Linked DNA regions of Rattus norvegicus: region 1 is linked to region 2. Evidence: chromatin contacts called from public Hi-C data. All regions are on one chromosome and are shown on one strand. The core of a region is the stretch at or near the end of the contact, and the rest is flanking DNA. Distances in the headings are between cores, read along the strand shown.

Region 1 (4,819 bases), core at 1,318-3,817, 300 kb after region 2:
GCCACAGCACAGCACAGGCATCTATGCCGAAATCACCTTCATGCCTTTTCCTTTCCGGTGCCACACAGGCTTTCCACTTGTGGCAGTTTTCCCCTCTCCCAATTTCATGACATATTTCAGTTGCAAAGAAGTTCTGATCAGGCAAAGGCCATCCTTAACAAAACTTGGAAATCGAATGCAAATTGAGTTATTCCTTGTCCAGTTCACAACATGTAACACGATCACACCAACACATGGGGGGGAAATGGACGCTGGGTTTTCCAAACTGTCAGATGATTCTAAACCAGCCAAAACCACAGAAAAGCCAAACCTCCAAAACCAACGATGACTCCTTTCTAGGATGCCCTTGTGGCAGTCACATCCCCACTACCTGCAGGCTCTCTTTCCCAGCGAGATAGTACGACCCAGATGAGTTCATCCCTGTGTAATGAATCCCCAGCTCCTAGCATAGACTCACCGAGAAAAACAGAGAATAACAAAACATGTCTATGAAATTGTCTACCTCTCTTGTACGCCTCCAGCACAGCTAACGTCGGTCTCATCTCCCGTGATAAACAAGTTTCAGTCACAAATGACTCCCCTTCTTCCCCCCAGAGATGCTCCCTGCAGGCCACAAACCATGGGTGGGTACTTTCAAGCAACTTTCACTTAGCCACAAAATCCTACATCCTGCAGGCAACCTCACACAGAAACCATCCTAGGTTGCTCACATTCCCAGAGAGCCTTTGGGAAAGAGATCTTTAAAACCATCACCTGCAAGCGCACACCTCCTTTAGGCTCATGGTCACCATCCAAAGGCCATCGCTAGGGGCTGAGGAAAGGTACAAGCTGAAGTCAGCCCAGCTCCCCAGTCTCTGCAGCCACCAGTCCCAGGCTCCGCACTCCCCAGGGCCTCAAGGGACTGCACAGCCCTTGTCAGGTGCCCTTCCCTTGCCACCTACAAAGCAAAGCCGGCCCTTTCCTTTTGAGTCAATATCCACGCTGAGAATCCTACAGTGGTGGTTGTTTTGTTTTGACTACTGCTGTAGCTCTTATTTTTGTTAATGTTAATTACAATTTCTGCTGTGCTCAAACCTGTAGCTCTCATAAAACATGCTTACACACGCGGGGGACAATTGGCGGGTGCTCCCTGCTGGCTGCAGCCAGGCCTCTGAGGCTCTTTGGGGGATCGATTTTCCGGGCAGGGTAGCCTAGCTGTCCCCTAACACATACGTTTCTATAAATATCCACTACCCCTGGGGTTGGGAATAGATGTTTACCGGCCGGGGAAGGGAGCTCTAGGAAGCACAGATGAAAAAAGGGGGGAGGGGGCGCAAGGAGGAAGTTCCCAGGAAAAGGAGCTCTGGTGTGGGCGAGCTTCAGAGGGAAGCGAGGGGCCCACGCCACGAATCTCTTTTGTGGCAGCAGCTCGGGGCTCGCCCAAGTTACAGAGGGCGGCGTCGAGGACAGGCCCCTGCCAGGGGCGTGGAGATTCGGCCCTCTCTTCCCACAGCAAGAACCCAACAAGCCAGGGGTCTGCCCGGCGCCCTCCCAAAGCCAGGTCTCACCGTGTGGGATGTAGTGGTAGCGTTGCTGGCCCGGAGAGGCGGCAGGGCGATGGGGGAGGGTGGGCCGGTCCCCACTCCGCTTCGGGGAGCCCCCGCGCCGATCCCCGGGGAAGCCTGAAGCTGGCGAACGGCGGTGTCCCCTCCTCGGCCTGGGAGCCACGCGCGGGAGGAGACAAAAGAGGGTCAGGGTGGGGAAAGAGAGCTACCCAGACCCCCGCCCCCGCCCCGGTGGGCAGAGAACCCCCTCTTCCAGGGAGAAGATGGAAGGAGACACCCGGCCCGGGAAAAGCCGGCGGCGTGCGGGAAAGGAGGGGGGTCGGGACGCGGCTCCCCGGCGCGCACCCGCCAGCTGCAAAGTTAAGTTCGCGACCCGGAGGGGAGCAGCGCTGGGCCAGAGCTCCGGAGCCCACGTCGCCGGGCCGGGGGAGGGGAGGGCGGGCCACCGAGAGGGCGCTGCGGCGGGGTCGCGCTCCGGATGCCCCTCGCTCAACCCGCCGGGTTCAGGGATCCCGGGGCACCAACACGCGCAGCCCGCGCCCCGTGCCGCCGACAGGGTCCCGGGGCCCTTACCGGTCGGGTAGGCGGCGGGAGCGGCGGCCGAAGGTTTCCTGGTTAACATGGCCGCGGGAGAGGAACGTGCATGGCAGTGCTGCCCTCGCCGCCGGTCCCGCCGCTACTCCTCGCCGCCGCCGCCGCCGCCGCCGCCTCCTGGTCGCCCCTCACGCGGGTCCCCCGCGCCTCGTCGCTTCCTCTCTCCCGCTACAGCCAGACACACGCAGTCCACTGCATCCCCTCGGCCCGGACCCGCCGCCGCGAGCCCCCCGCTCTCCTCCTCGCCTCCGCCGTCCCCCTCGTCCTCGGGCGGCTGCTGTACCCCCCGGCCCGTGCACATGCCTCGCCCTCCCCTGCCGCACCGCTGGCCTCCCCGACTCCCTCACATCGGGGCCGCGGGGAGCGGGCTGCGGCCGCCGGGACCCACTCGCTCGGGAGCCTCCTCCCGGGCCTGCGCGCGTTCGCGCACACTCGCACACACGCTCGCCCCCGCGGCTCGCGCCCGAGAAGGCCAGCCCCGCCCCCGCTGAGGCCCCGCCCCGGACTCCCCCGGCCCCAGCCACACAGGCTGGCGGCCACCCCACCCCCACCCGCCACCCCGGGAGTCCCACCCTCTCCGATCTTCCGCAGAGCCGTCCTCCGCTCCCAGGAAAACTGCGGCTCGGGCTCGCCCTGCGCCTCCCCTGCGGCCATCTGCCCTCTCCCCGTGTCCCCCTCGCCCCTGCGACGCCCCTCCCTGCCCTACCGCGCAACCTACCGCGGCCGGCCTCCTCCCGAAATTGCTGCAGAGACCCCTCCCTCTCCCATCACGCCCCTAAACACCGCCCCTAATGGCTGCTCCCAGACAATACTGCGGCCCCCCAGCCCCGGCCCCTGTCCCTGTCCCAGTGGCCCAGCCAACCCCTCTCCCCAGTTTTATCATGGAGAGAACTTAGTTGTATGAGGGTCACCTCGGAAAGTCAGGCCCCGAGGAGGGACTGCGGCTGAGCTTGGTGACCCAAGCATGGACGAAGGAAGGGGCTGCCCTTCCACTTCCATCTCGGCCACGCACGCCCTCCCTGATTCACTGACACCGAGTGACCGCTGCCCTCCAGTCTCTAGGACAAGGGGAGGCAGACAGGCGCCTGTGGACCGCAGCTGAGGTAGCAGTTGGCTGTGGGTTGCTAGGCAAAAATAAACATCAGAGACGCCTCCCATTTCCTTACAACTCGAAGCCTTTCCCCAGCGCGGCCACTGAGACAGACACACCTTCCTTTCAGCTCTCTGCTGCACTGGGGCGACACCTCTGATTCCCCACATCCTCGGAGGAAAAGATTCTTTTTTTCTTTCCCTTCCCAGACACGTGGAGAATTTCCCTGCCCTATTCATTCGTGGGCTACAGCCTCTGCTTCCCAGAAAGAACAGCATTTGTTTCTCTGTCGCACACCTATGCTTTGTCGTGCGTGGCACACTTGGGCACCTTTGTCCACTTGAACAGTCAGGTGTGGAGCGAAAGCTCGAAAAATCCCCAGCAGATAGGGAAGAAAGTTGGACCGCGTCCAGGCATGCACTTCCTTCCTGGGAGGTGCCTAGTTTCTGAACTGCTCCTGGAGTCCTGTGTCCATCCCTTATTGCCCTGCTCCTTGTGTCTTCTCCAAGTCCCAGAGTGCTGGCCCCAACTAGAGCAGACTTCAGTCTAGAGGGAGCTACCTCCTGCAGAGTTGTACAGGCTATGCTGTTGGCAAATTGTCATAGCAACCTCTTGCAAAGATCACCTCAGCTTTAACCAAATGCCAAAAGGACGGGCCCACATTACAGTGTGACCCTCTAGGGCGCCTACAGAGTAATAAGAGGAGGGCACACTCCACCTTCGAAGAGAATGACAGAGACAGAAAGGAGAGAGACAAACACAGGCAGAGACACAGAGAGACAGAGACAGCCTAATTTTCTTCCTTTTGCAAGAAAGTAGGGACGCAGTAGTGTATTAATAATCGGCTCATATCATAACCTAAATTGCCCCTAGCAAGAAATTCCTCCGTGTGATGATCACCTTCAAACCCACACAGGAAGGCTTGAGTAGCATTCAGACTTAACTAACAGAAAGCGGGTAGTAAGGAGCGGCTACAAGGCTACAATGTATCTGAGATTCCCAGCTTAGTCTCACTGTTGCTCTGCTTATAGCCTGTGCACTGTCAAGAAAACTCGGGAAGTGTCCCCCCCTTACTCTTCTAAACAATTATTTCCTTCCCATCTTACTTTGAGTACTCAGCATATGACTAATGTTTCAAAAAATATTGTTCTTAAATATCAATTTTGGCATCAAGTTATCTGTACAGTATTTCAAACACCATTGCTTCAAAATTAAATGAATAAGAAAAATCATAAATAAGGATACTAATAGTACAGGTATGTTTTAGCTCTACTTCCAAATTAATGATATTAATAGATTAAACATGAGAGAAAAGGAACACTTTCTTTTTACAAGGAAAATGATTTGCTTTAATTAAGGAAAAAGATATATGTCTCATTTAATGAACTTTAAATAAAATACCTTTTACTCTTTGACAGTTTCATAACAGTGTATTTTGATCATACCCACCCCAACTCTCCATGCCCACCACACACTCTCTCTCTCTCTCTCTCTCTCTCTCTCTCTCTCTCTCTCTCTCTCTCTCTCCCCCTCCTGGAGCCTCCAGCAACCCCCAACATGGTTTGGAAGGTGGAAGATCACAACTCTCTGT
Region 2 (4,941 bases), core at 981-3,480:
ATGTCCCCTCCGTGGAACAGTTTCCATTGTTTTTCCAGCACGTGTTGCCTGTATTCTCACTGCCTACACATGATCTCTAAGCTATTAGAACTTTTAAAACTTTCTAGTAATGCTTGGCTAAAATAGGGTTTCTGTGTTGGTGATGACACTGCCAACTGCTCTACCCCACGGGTGTTACCCTGTGAGTCCCACCTAACCCTGAGGCCTAGGAAATACCCGAGTTGGGAAGCCATTTCCCTCTACATACTGATTCATGATCATAGGCTCGTTCCATCTACTGCCTCCAGAACCCTGACGGCCTCTCTTCCAACCAGTGGATGGGAGAGGAAAGGACTCACTCAACATGCCACTCAGCTCCTACCTTGTTGCCCCGGACTACTCGCCCCCAACGCTACCTGTTCTTGGGGGTTGGAGGTTAGGTGGCTTTGAGTCAGTGTTACAGGCTCCCGGAGCAGGTGAGAAACGCAGCAGCAAGCTCGTTGAAGCACTTCTGCAAGCTCCATTGGTCCAATGAGAGCATCTCTTCTAAACAGCAGTTCCGGATTGGCTGGTATTGTCTGTGTCTGCAATCTTTGGTCTCTCAGGACGTCTTCAGTTAAGTTGTCCTGCAGGAGATGTCTTTTCGGCTGCATGGCCCTCAGTGTTTATCCAAGAGGCTGCCGCACCGTTCCTCCCATTGGTGGGAAGGCATCGCACACTCCTTAGTAGCCTCTGAAAGCGGAAGCGCCAAGTGCATGTAGATAGTTTTCTCTGCTTTCTTTTGTTTGTTTGTTTGCTTGTTTTGTTTTGTTTACCTGCCATATAGGCTGCATTACCCTTTGGTCAAAAGTTGTTAAGCAACTACATGAAACCCAATTCACTGAGTTCATCTTCAATATTTGTCGCCTCAGCCTATTTCAGTGAGGACTGTTAGCTAATTTTCTCACCGCTGAGACAAAACAGAAGCTATGTAAGGGGAAAGAGTTTATTTCACTCACAGATTAAGGGATCCGGGCATCATGACAGGAAGTCACTCACACAGAAACAGGAAGCAGTGAGTCACATTGTTTCCGCTGTCAGGAAGCAAAGCGAGGTTAGTGTTAGTCCTCTGCTCACTTCCTCCCTTGTCTTCAGCCTGGGAATCCATCCTCCAATGGCACTGCCCACACTCAGGCTGTGTGTGTGTCCCTCCATTTAAGCCTTTCTGGAAACACCCTCACAGACACACTCAAAGCTGTGTTCCCATGGTGATTCTACATCCCATCAGGCTAACGATAAAGATTAGCTATAACATGAAGTAAAATCCCAAGGAGGAGAAAAAAAAATCAACATTTATTTTTTAAAAATTTTTGAGATTATAATATAATTATTTCATTCTCTTCCTTCCTTTATTTCCTCCAAACTCTTCTACATATTGCTTTCTTTCAAACTCATGGCCTCTATTTCTTTAAATATATATTATATATAATAAATGTATAATATATAGTATACACATTATATTCTGCTCAGTCTGTACAATGTTACTTAGACTAGAACAATGAACATCGTAGACTTTCAGGGCTGATACTCGATGTTGGATAAGCGACTGATGTGTTCTTCCCCGGGAAGACTATTCCTCTTGCTGTCAGCATGCCTTAGTTGCCTGCAGCAACTCTGTGTAGCATTGTGGCCTCTTGAGCGTTCTCCTTCCTTGTGAATGTGTCTACAGGTGACATTCATGCTCAGGTCATCTACCCAGGGCTAGAGAAGTCATGGATCTCGGAGGAGAGCCAGAAACTGACCCTTCATGAAACCAGCACAGGTCCTAAGTGTACTGTAAGCATTTGCCCTTACGCCTACAGGGGAGTGTAGTTCCCACCCCTCACCAAGGAGTCTTTGCAACGAATGGAGACGGTAACAGAAAACCACAACTGATCAAGGAAGAGTCTAGTGACATCTGATACATCTGTAGGGAGACTACTGCACCCAATACTCAGTGTCATTGTGGAAAGCTGGGGGAGTTGGGGTGGGGGTGGGGGGTAGGGAAGGTGGGTGAGAGGAGGTGGGGGGTGTGATATAATAGCCAGAAGAACAGGATGTTTTCTGTGAGACTGTATCTTTAGAAATTCAGAAGCTACACACATGAGTCTCCCCAGTAGAGTGCCTAAAAGTCAGTGTTCCCTCTGTTAAACTTCACCATGGCAACAGCATCTCTATAAACACAGCAATGATTTAGGGAATATATTTTATTAACTGACACGTGGTGATGGACAATAAAACATGATGTGGCTTGCAGGCTTCCTCTGGTTCATTGTTCTAGTCTGTGGTGCCTTTTCAGAACTGTTTGTTCTCTGTGGTCTCAAGGTTCATAAAATGGTATGAATTTATTTCCACAGACAAACAGCTGAACCATGTGTGGGTGAGTGGACGGGAATGTTCTGGATGAACCGTGTCCATTAAAAACATGCTGATTCCTTTCCTTCAGCACCTTCAAATGAGATCTTATATGAAAGTATGGTCCTTATAGATGTATATGGTTGAGGTGAGGCCATTAGGGCAAACCACGATTTAAAATGACCAGAGTCCTCACAGGAAATAAAGACAGGCCCACAGGAAAAGGGTCAGGGGTGGTCAGAAGCAGAAGCTGCAGTGGACTGCCGTTCATCTCTGAGGGCCACCGGCAGAGGCAGAGAAGTAAGGACAGATTATACTCAAAGTCTGAACAATAACACACTGTTGTTGATCGACCTTGGTTTTGGACTGCCAGCTTCCAAATGTTCAAGAGCAGATAGTTTTTTCTGTTTAAGTCATCCAGTGTGGCCCTCGGTTGGTTAGGCTGGAGAAAGCAATGAAAAGAGCACAGACAGAAGGCAGAAGAGGTCTGGGGATCATTGACACCTCCCACAACCACAATCTGTGGGGATAAGACACTTTACCTCTCGGAGCTTCTCAAATACAAAATAGGAGAGGATGGTTGTTTTTTAAAGGTCTGTTAGGAGTACTAAAAATTACCGTTAGCCTATGCCCTGACAAAGTAAAAATGCTGTGTTATTAGAAGCCTATGGTGACTGTTTTGGTGTTTGAGTGGCGTGGGGGTGTTTTAGATATTACACACTGCACCTTTGGATGAGATGAAACATTTTTTAACCTCCCCAGGTTCTCAATAGTCTACCGCTTAGTGACAATGATGACTTCACGCTCGGACTCTTTAACTTTGGAGTCCAGAGAGGAAAGAATTTCAACAAGAAAGATCAGATGGTCTGACAATGCAGTCGACTTACTGATTGGAGGAGAACTTGCTGAGGACTTGCTGTGGTCCACTGTGTTGGGGATGCAACAGGGAAGAAATGAAGCACACGCAATGGATGACAGGAAGGATCTACTGATCAGAGTCCTGAGGGCAGTGAGGTAAATGTGCTCAGGGTAAACATTGTATTCCCTGCCCAGAGCCAGGGCAAACTTCCTAAAGATGTTCCCTCAGCTGAGCCCCCATGTGCAAGTGCCAATCACCAAGCCTGAACCGCTGAATGACAGAGACGGTACAAGCCTCAGGTGAAGCCCTTCCTACGGGCCAGCTTCTGAGTTGCCACAGGAGCAGTTCTGACTGTTCTTGTGTATTGTGTGATGTAATTCCCTCAGACTTGGAAACTTTATCTTACCAAAAGCAATCGAGTGTTCCTTTGTCATCTAACTACTTATTCTGGGCTTCTATTTGCTCCAAAAACAAGTTCTCTGACCACAATTTTCAGTTGAAAAGAAACCATACTTCTGCATAATACGATCAAAACCATAGTCGACTCTTTTTGTCTCATCTATGTCACTTGTTGTGAACTTTTTTATGCTGGTGGAGTGGGAGTTTAAACTGGTGCAGATACTATAGAAACGAGTATGTAGGGATATCAAAAGGGTAAAAATCTGATCCAGCCACTCTGGCCTGCCTATGCCCAAAGGATTCTATACCGTACCATAGTACATCCATGTTAATTGCTGTTCCTTGACAGTAACAAGAAAATGGAATCAGTTTGGATGCCCATCAGGAGATGTATGATAATGAACACGTAACCCGTGTGCGATGGGATTTTATTCACCTGTAAAAAAAAAAACTGGAATTAGGAACATAGAAGGAAAATGAATGGAACTGGACAATATTATACTAAATCAGGGTCACTCAGACTTGGAAGCTGAGTGTTGTAGACTAGGAGAATCAGCTACATATCCGACTGGGGATGCCTCTCTCTAGTGTGTTTCAGGACTAAAAAACGACCAAGCAAACTCAAAGACTAAACGGGCAAATTAAACAGACGTCTCCCAAAGGGTGAATTACAGGTAGCCAATAAACACATGGAAAAATCCTAGCATACTTAGTCATCAGAGAATTGCAAACCACAAGCATGTTTGACAGGGAAATGGGGCTAGTTGGAAAGAGTAAACGGGCCAGTGGGATAGAGGTGGGACAGGAGAGAAGGAAAAGCCTAAAACCCCTCTCTCTTTATCAGAAATAATAATTTTAAAAACACAGGGACTAGTTGAAATTTCGGAGCAAACATCAACACACTCTCCACCCATTTCTCCCGGGAGCATTCAGGTTTGTTTGCATCATCAAAAGTCTACATCATCGGTCAACCAACGAGCACCCTAGTCTATCCTGTCTGAAGGTCTTCTACAGCAGATTTAGAGAGCGCTTTTTTAACAAATCTTATTGCTACTGTTAACTTCGATGCCGAAAAAAAGTACTTCCATGAATAATCTCATTCATCAAAGTATGTTTTCATTCACAATAACTCCCCAGTGAGGATGTAGAGGTGTAGGTTGGGAATTCAGACACAGGAAAGAAAGTCAACAAGGGAGCTGTGTGTGACGTTGACTCAGGCAGGGAGGGCTTCTCTTAACCTTCTCTTACTTGGACCTAAGAATCCCAACCACCATGTCACAATGCCTATGGAATCTACCTCCCAGGAGCAAGTAGCTTGTGTGTTTTGGGTG

The links. Hi-C and Micro-C count contacts between places; a contact is called where the count stands out from the background.
Region 1: a Hi-C map of the A7r5 cell line shows a contact between it and region 2, with 3 times the contacts expected there. The contact joins the promoter of Dyrk2 here to the enhancer-like site in region 2. A contact is called at or near these places in 8 of 12 Hi-C or Micro-C datasets (the A7r5 cell line, the Rat2 cell line, Schwann cells and 5 more) and 1 of 1 datasets of contacts at active chromatin or transcription factors (oligodendrocytes).

Annotation. Positions count from the first base shown.
Region 1 is chr7:56,246,093-56,250,911 of GRCr8, forward strand. Dyrk2 (dual specificity tyrosine phosphorylation regulated kinase 2) reads right to left here and starts at 2,568. Exons shown (of 3, transcript NM_001108100.2): 1 at 2,118-2,568; 2 at 1,548-1,696. The coding sequence starts at 2,166.
Region 2 is chr7:55,950,186-55,955,126 of GRCr8, forward strand. No RefSeq gene overlaps it. Among named protein-coding and RNA genes, the nearest start is that of Ifng, 160 kb to the left of the region's middle. Within about 2 kb of position 2,231, at least 1 of the 93 cell types and tissues checked has an H3K27ac peak or open chromatin away from gene starts, as enhancers often do. A contact at or near this core is called in the A7r5 cell line, where this site is marked.